Regions from separate parts of the Sus scrofa genome. Here regions 1 and 3 are each linked to region 2. The links are chromatin contacts, called in public HiChIP or PLAC-seq maps. All regions are on one chromosome and are shown on one strand. Each heading gives the region's core, a stretch centred on a gene start, on an enhancer-like site or on the middle of the called end of the contact. The rest is flanking DNA. Distances are from core to core; before and after follow the strand shown.

Evidence for each region. HiChIP or PLAC-seq counts read pairs in DNA pulled down with a chosen protein or histone mark.
Region 1: an H3K27ac HiChIP or PLAC-seq map of alveolar macrophages shows a contact between it and region 2. The contact joins two enhancer-like sites. A contact is called at or near these places in 1 of 47 Hi-C or Micro-C datasets (embryonic fibroblasts) and 1 of 2 datasets of contacts at active chromatin or transcription factors (alveolar macrophages).
Region 3: a contact with region 2 is called in an H3K27ac HiChIP or PLAC-seq map of alveolar macrophages. The contact joins two enhancer-like sites. A contact is called at or near these places in 1 of 47 Hi-C or Micro-C datasets (epiblast stem cells) and 1 of 2 datasets of contacts at active chromatin or transcription factors (alveolar macrophages).

The regions. Positions count from the first base shown.
Region 1 is chr17:19,403,550-19,406,249 of Sscrofa11.1, forward strand. All of the region lies in intron 2 of SLX4IP (protein SLX4IP), which reads left to right. Among named protein-coding and RNA genes, the nearest start is that of SLX4IP, 41 kb to the left of the region's middle. Within about 2 kb of position 1,387, at least 24 of the 83 cell types and tissues checked have an H3K27ac peak or open chromatin away from gene starts, as enhancers often do. A contact at or near this core is called in alveolar macrophages, where this site is marked.
Region 2 is chr17:19,564,138-19,566,939 of Sscrofa11.1, forward strand. All of the region lies in intron 6 of SLX4IP (protein SLX4IP), which reads left to right. Among named protein-coding and RNA genes, the nearest start is that of JAG1, 64 kb to the right of the region's middle. Within about 2 kb of position 1,269, at least 1 of the 83 cell types and tissues checked has an H3K27ac peak or open chromatin away from gene starts, as enhancers often do. A contact at or near this core is called in alveolar macrophages, where this site is marked.
Region 3 is chr17:19,419,689-19,422,388 of Sscrofa11.1, forward strand. All of the region lies in intron 2 of SLX4IP (protein SLX4IP), which reads left to right. Among named protein-coding and RNA genes, the nearest start is that of SLX4IP, 57 kb to the left of the region's middle. Within about 2 kb of position 1,378, at least 27 of the 83 cell types and tissues checked have an H3K27ac peak or open chromatin away from gene starts, as enhancers often do. A contact at or near this core is called in alveolar macrophages, where this site is marked.

The DNA of each region.
Region 1 (2,700 bases), core at 137-2,636, 160 kb before region 2:
GTTTCTGCTGAACCACGACAGGAACTCCTTAACATCATTTTGATCATGTCACTTCCTTCTTATCTGATCAGAATTTTTGTTTCTTCAGATCTACTCTAAACTCTCCAGCCAAATTTAAGGCACCCCGAAAACTGTTCTCCACATCCCCTTTAAGTGTGACCCATGTTTTCATCTTGAAACTTAGGACCCTGGCCCACCTACTGCTATGAAACTGATGCATTTGCTTTTCCCACAGTGAGATGGCCTGGGGTCTTTCTCTCTTCCTATTTGTTCTCTCTCACCTTTTCTTCCCTTCAGCTTTCCCCAGGCTTGACCAAAGGTCACTTTTCTTTTCACACAGAAGCTAAACTTTTCCTGCATTGCTGACCCTCTCATTGTTCCTTTGACTGCGATATGCAGCTTCTGTTGCCATGTATTATGTGTATTCTCCATTGTTCATGTCTATAGCCATCCATGCTTTTATACCATCACTCTTCCCAGTCACATTTCCAAGAAGCAGGACCTGTGCTCTGCTTCTTTTGTATTTGCCTGGAGTAACCTGGAGCATCTCCAAGGCACCTAGGATCCTTCACTTGCCCTATTACAAAGATGAGAGGTTTCTTTCCTCGTGGCTCGTGGGCAGCAGGGAAATCATTCAAACTTAGAGTTATTTCTTACGGGCCTTTTTTCAGTCCCAGAAAGGGATATTGTAATCTTCAACTTGTGGTATGTTTCTTAAAAACGTTTGATCTCAACTTGTTGCCCCTGTTAGGAGATCACAGGGGAAAATATTTTAAGTAATTCTTTTGAAAATAGCCTTTTCAATAGCCAAAATGGCAATGTATAGACTTTGCTTCTATATGGCCTTCAGGAAAGTAAATTATTTTGGTATAATGATGATATAATTCTTTGGACATCATTATATCTTTTTTTTTTTTTTTTTGTCTTTTTAGGGCCACACCCAAGGTGTATGGAAGTTCCCAGGCTAGGGGTCCACCTGAAGCTGCAGCCACCAGTGTACACCACAGCCACAGCAATACCAGATCTGAGCCTCATCTGCGATCTCCACCACAGCTCATGGCGATGTGGGACCCTTAACCCACTGAGTGAGGCCAGGAATCAAACCCTCATTCTCATGGATACTAGTGGGGTTCATTACCACTGAGCCGCAACAGTAACTCCTGCTATATCTTATTTTAATTAGTGTCAGACCATGAGACTTTAATTTTTTTTCAACATCCATACAAAGCATATATGTATGTTATTAACTTATGCTAGCGTAAAAATAATTCTGAGTTGGAAAGTAGATTCAGGATCTCTGGGACACAAGAACTCACTAAGTTCCCTGGATTCTTGGTGAGGGCTGTAGAGGGCATCCTTGTTCTGCGTTTTGTAAAGTAACTGGGCAGACATCATGATCCAAGAAGTGCAGCAGCTAAGGTCTTCTAAAATCGCTGGCTCCTTCCTGAGTTAGCGTGACATCCTGCATGCCCGCGTTTGTTTGCCCCGCCTTTGTTTGCCTGGGAGTAGATGGCCTCACACTTCGCCTGTTAGGCCTGTGGATGTTTTTCATCTCTTCTCACAGTTCTCCTCACCAAGAAACACCACAGCAGTAGAAAACAGAACCACCCAGACAATCCACAGTGGCCTTGGAGAAAGCGTTCGGTGACACAAGACTGCCTTTGGTGTGCTCTTTCCCCCACCCCCCCGCCCCCGCCCCCGCCAACAACATGCATCCCTGAGGCAGCAGTGAGGGCTGAGAGGGAGGATCCCTGTGGCCCTTGGAAGGCTTTGGGACCCCAGCTCAGCCCTGGTCTTGGCAGTAAAGACTGGAGGATTTCCAGTGGGGCAGAGTCCTTGAAGTCACTGTGTCATTCCGTTTAACTGCTCTTCCTGCTCGCCTTTTCTTGTTGTTAATGTTGCTGTGAGTTTTGGGGATGCAGGACAGAGGAAGTGGGAGATGGGGTGGGACTGACAGAGTGTCCTTGTGTCTCAGAACTCTGGAGTGGGGGGCATGGAAATGACATTTCCCGGAAGAGTCATTGCATATGTACAACCATCCAGCCGTTAGTGACATGATGTAAAGATGCACAGTGTGCACTTAGTCTTATCCTTTTCCATGCTTCTCTGAGAAGAGCCTCTTGGAGTACCCGTGATTACGTAATATAGGAAACCAGGCCATTGCACGTGTCACTTTGTGTCACATGTGAGTAGCATGTGACAATATCATTCTGATTTTAGGACCATTACAGACATCAAGTAATGAATAAGACTTTTTTTTGCAGGGGGGTTTTTTGGCTGCACCCCCAGCATATGGAAATTCCCAGGCCAGGGATTGAATCCGAGCTGCCTCTGCAGCCTATGCCACAGCTGCGACTATGCTGAATCCTTAACCCACTGTTCGACAGTGGGAACTCCACAAATGAGTTTTTTAGTGACCCTGCCCAGCAGTTTTGTTATCAAGGTAATGCTGGCTTTGTAGGAGTTTGGAAGTGTTCCCTCTATATTTTGCAAGGGTGATCTGAGGTGAGAAAGAATGTCATGCTGTTTGTTTCACAGAGACGTAGTGTCATATTGATGCTGGCAAGGCGTGTGACAGGTCTAGTGCCCCAGTTCTCATGACCTGAAAAAATTCACCATATATTCTGGATCATACTGAGATCATCATGTCTCATCCTAAGTTTCTGTGGTTCTGTATGTTCTATTCCTGTTACTCTAGGT
Region 2 (2,802 bases), core at 19-2,518:
AACTTGCAGAGCTTCTGAAACAGGGCTGGCCCTCAGGTGGAGGTTGGCACAGAGGGACTGATCACATCCCACCCAGTATGTCTATTCCAGAGTCATCACCATCTTGCCAGCCATTAACCACCAATCCTCCAGTCCAGCTGGAACCCCTTTTCTCTGCTCCCCTTTAACTGCAAAACTCTTTGGAAGTGCTGCCTGCCCTTCTGCTGGCCAGGACTGTGGCCAGTGGCCACATCTGGCTAGGAAGCACTTGAAGGATGGTGAGTCGGAAATGGCATACCAAGAAGTATAAAATCTGCACCAGATTTCACAGGCCGTACAGAAATATAAATTCTCTCAATCGTTTATGTTGATTATATGTTATAAAGGTAACATTTGGGGTTAAATAATATAGTCTTGAAATTTGGTGTCACCAGTTTCCTATTACTTATTCATGGGTCTTTAGAAGATGTAAAGTTACCTGTACAGTGTGGGTTATATTTCCACTGGAGAGTCCTGGTCTCCACTCTGCCTCCGCTTCACTCTTGAGCCCATTCCAGGTACGCCTGGGTCTCGGTGCATCACCGAAAACCACTCTTGTCAAGTTACCATCTACTGGTCAGTTCTCACTAAGGCAGCATTTGACAGGGTCATCCCTTTTACTGAAGCTCTTTCTTCCAGGAACATGATGTGACCTTGACTTTTCTCTTTCCTAACTATTCCCTCATGGTCTTCCTTCCTGAATCACCCTCATCATCTCAGCTTCTTTTTTCTCATCCAATTGCACTACCTCCTGGAGCTTATCCAGACACATGCCTTTAAATTACCATCTCTGTGGACTCCCCAGCTGCGTCTGTGTCTGCAGACAGAATTCTCTCTTCCTGGAATCCATATCTTCTTACTGCCTGCTCAACACTTTAGATATCCAGAGCAACTCTTTTCCTTTCTTTCTTTCTTTTTTCTTTTTTTTTTTTTTTTTTTTTTTTTTGCTTTTTATGGCTGAACCTGTGGCATATGGAAGTTCCCAAGCTAGGGGTCAAATCGGAATAGGAGCTGCAGCTGCCGGCCTAAGCCACAACCACCCAGATCCAAACTGCACCTGGGACCTACACCACAGCTCATGGCGATGCTGGATCCCCAGCCCACTAATCGAGGCCAGGGATCAAACTCGAGTCCTCATGGATACTAGTCGGATTCGTTTCTCCTGTGCCACAATGGGAACTCCCTGTCCAGGGCAACTCTTAATGCTTACATTCCTAAAACAGATTGCTTGGTTTCACTTCCCCACACCTGCCCCTCCTCCAGTACTTCCTGTGTTGGTAAAGGGTAACTTCCTTCACCCAGTTATTTAAACCACAGGTCTAGGAGTTATCCTCCACTTTTCTGCTTCCTCTTCCTCTTTATATCCAATCCATCAGCTCACTCTGTTGGGTCTCCCCTCAAATTATATTTCCAATCTAACCACTTCTTACCACCGCCTCCTCCTCCAGGATCTGTCCCTCATGAAGGGACCATCTCAGTAGCCTCATCACTGATCTCTCTGTTTCCACCTTGTCCTTCTGTTATACCCAAGGTGATCCTTTTAAAATACCAAGTTAAGAGTCCCCCTTGTGGCCCAGCAGGTTAAGGACCCAGCAGTTGCCTCCATGAAGATGCAGGTTCAATCCCTGGCCTCGCTCAGTAGGTTAAGGATCCAGGAGTTCCTGTCGTGGCGCAGTGGTTAACGAATCCGACTAGGAACCATGAGGTTGCGGGTTCAGTCCCTGCCCTTGCTCAGCGGGTTAACGATCCGGCGTTGCCGTGAGCTGTGGTGTAGGTTGCAGACGCGGCTCGGATCCCGAGTTGCTGTGGCTCTGGCGTAGGCCGGTGGCTACAGCTCCGATTCGACCCCTAGCCTGGGAACCTCCATATGCCGGGGGAGCGGCCCAAGAAATAGCAACAACAACAACAACAAAAAGACAAAAAGACAAAAAGACCAAAAAAAAAAAGGATCCAGCGTTGCTGCAAGCTGCAGTGTAGGTCGCAGATGCGGCTTGAATCTGGTACTGCTGTGACTATGATACAGTTTCTGCCTAGACCAGAAACTTCCATATGCCACAGGTGAGGCTGCCAAACAAAGAAATAGAGAAAATAGCAAGTCACTTTTTTTCTTGGAATTTTCCAGTGGGTCTTAACGTCACCAGCGCACATACACACGTACATGCACGCTCTTCTTCCCTGCTCCCTGACCCCTTCCCCTGGTTTGAAATGCTCCTCTCTTTGGGCTTCTCCTCCACTCATATCTCTAGGCAAAGCTCACCTCATCACCTACCACGGTTTCCCTGACCAGTGGCTCTAACTGCACTCCAGCAGCCCTTTAGATATTTATTTATCCCTAACATCATCACCACCTGACCTTGTGTGTTTGTCTGTGATCTTCCGCACTGGGATGGAGACTCCATGAGAGCAAGAACGTAGACTCTCTGTGGGTCCATGTACTTTTCTGCTAGGACCTCAAACAATGCCTGGCTCAGGGTTCCATGGTGCCTGATCGGATGATCTGCTCAGTCTTTATAGTTCCATGCCCCTTTAAGACAGAAGTTTAGGAGCTCCGCTGGGTATCAGAATCACTGGGGAGCTTGACCTGAGTGCACGTGCCCTGGACTTCCCATTGTGGCTCAATAGGTTAAGAGCCCAACATGGTGTCCATGAGGACATGTGTTCAAGCCCTAACCTCACTCACGTGTTTGAAGATCCAACATTGCCACAAGCTGAGGTATAGGTCACAGATGCAGCTCGGATCCAGTGGTTGCTGTGGCTGTGGTGTAGGCTGGCAGCTGCAGCTCT
Region 3 (2,700 bases), core at 128-2,627, 140 kb before region 2:
CTTAACCCACTGAGCGAGGCTAAGGATTGAACCCACATCCTCATGGATGCTAGTCAGGTTTGCTTCCGATGAGCCACAACGAGACCTCCCCCCAAATGATTAGATTAAAATGTATAAACTCACCTTTAAAGTTATCGATTGGCCAAATGGGTCATTTGCCTGTTACAGCATCTCTTATACACAGGATGCATATATATTTAAGAAAGTTTGACTTGGTTGTTGCTTTTTTTTTTTTTTTCCCCTGGTAGTTTAAGCAAACTAACAATTAGCTCTACTTTTGTCTCTTTATTTTACCAGATAGGAATTCTAACACTGTCTTGGAAATAAGAACAAAAAATGTTTTATTTGAAACACGAAGGCAGAAATTCTTTGAGGGTGTGTTGTATGTAGGACCCCAGGTTCCACATGGAGAGTTCAAACGAGCCAGTTGCACCCATAGGAGGTATAGACCATTAGACAGGTACCATGCTGCCAGGGTTGAGAGGGAGAGGAGTTCTGCTTAGGAGCTTGGGGACCAGGGGCGTGGCAGGCACTTTCCCAAGTCGTTGTCGGGTTTTTTTGTTTGTTTTTGTTTGTTTGTTTTATACCCACACCTGCGGCATATGAAAATTCCCAGGCTAGGGGTCAAATCAGAGCTGCAGCTTCCAGCCTACACCACAGTCACAGCCTCGCTGGATCTGAGCTGTATCTGTAATGTGGGCTGTAGCTTGCAGCAACTGCCAGATCCTTAACCCATTGAGCAAGGCCAGGGATCGAACCTGCATCCTCACAGAGACACTGTCGGGTCCTTAATCAGCTGAGCCACAACGGGAACTCCCTGTGTCTTCTTTTAATCCTCACAACATCCCGGTAACATTTTTAATCCCTTTATTCTGAGGGGAGATGAGACCTAGGGCTGATGTTGATAGACATGAGCTTTTCAGTTACAAGCTTGGATGAAATTGCTGATGGAATGTTGGTAGGAAGGGCAATCAGGTCTTATATAATAACTCAGTATTGTTCCATTTTTCCAGGCAGATGGTATAACCCGAGGAGCTCTGTGTTCCTGTTTACAAAATGTTAAGCTCTGAGATAATAAGTAGTCCTTTAAATATTGCTCAGGATCAAGTTAGTTACACTCAACAGTCAACCCTAGCCTCTCTCGGAAAGTTTAAAAATTGCCCTTTGCAAAGATTCTAGTCTGAAAAAAAAATGTCTTCTGTTGGAACAAAGTAATGTCTGAATATCTACAGTCAAACTTTGTTTCTTTTGAATAATCAAATGAAGGTACAGTGAAGTATTGGCGCAGTTCCCTTGATTGTTGATTTTCATCCACTCCTGCGTGGGCCTTAGTTCCTACTCAGCAAACAGACTTTTGGATTAGAGCAGCCCCCACACCCTTCCAGCCCTGAACCGTCTGTCCCTGTCCGGTACTGTAGGAAACTATTGATTCCTTAAGGGAGTAGCTCTTTGAGGGTTCAAAACAAAAACAACAACAAGGAGAACGAGAGCCGGCATCCAGTCTAATCCTGCTCTGCTCTTATTTACTCAGACATTTTTGGGAACTGTAATAACGTGTTAGATCTTGTGCAATAAAATATAATTCTGCATTTTCCAAGGCCAGCTGTAGATCAGAATTCTAAAGGCCTTAATGGAAAAGGGCGGGTGTGTGTTTGTCAAGAGGCCATTTAAGGAAATCAGTTCCATGTAATTTTTAATACAGTTCTTTGGATAGACTTTTTTTTTATGACTCAGTGTTACAGATGTCATTAATTTATAATGGAAAATAGTGAGACAATATAACAATTACCTTCAGACTCAAGAATATGTAGGCAGCAGGGTGGGTGATGATTAACTAGCTCGAACAGAGGCTGCTACAAAATGCCACCACCGGGTGCCAAGCTGAAGGGTGAGCCTGGCCCCCTGGCCTCTGAGCCTGGATGGGTGAGCCAGCCACTCACTGGGTGACTTAGGTGGCAGAAAGAAACTGAGTCCTGTAGGAAATCCAAGGCCCTTGGGGTTTCTTATCACCAAAGTCGATTCCACAGGAGTTTCCTGCTCTGGGCAGGCTGGGATGTGTGAGCTGGATGAAATGGGAGAATGGATTTAACTTGTCTTCCACCACAGTCAGGTTTCCACACACTCTTCTCTGAAGAGTAGACATTTTATTTACTTAATTAATTTTTGGCCCTGCCCACAGCATGCAGAAATTCCTGGGCCAGGGATGGAACCCATGCGGAAGATCCTAGGCCACCTACATTTTAGGGGTGAGGGCCAGCCTACTGCAGAAATACTTCAGGCATTTTTGTGAGGGAGGAAGTTAAAAGATATTGGTGAGCATTTAGTAACCAAATGGAAGGGTGTTTTCTGTTAGCTGGGTTTTGAAGGTTTCATTGGTTTTTGAAAATATCAACATGTTGTGGGCGACTTTGTAAATAGAGCCTGGCATCTCTGGACCCCACAGTCTGTGCTGGAAGCGGAGAGACTCTTGTGAATAGGAAAGGCTGCTGCATGGACTTGGGAGACCTGGGTTCAGCTCAAATGGTGAGCGGAGTTCTTGGTTAGTTCTTGTTACAGGTTGAATTGTCCCTCCCCTCACAGAAAGATACGTTGACGTTCTAAGCCCTGTGGGCCTCAGAAGGTGACCTTGTTTAGAAACAGTGTCACTAAAGAGATAGTCAAGTTTAAATGATGTCATCAGGGTGGGCCCTCATTGGGTAT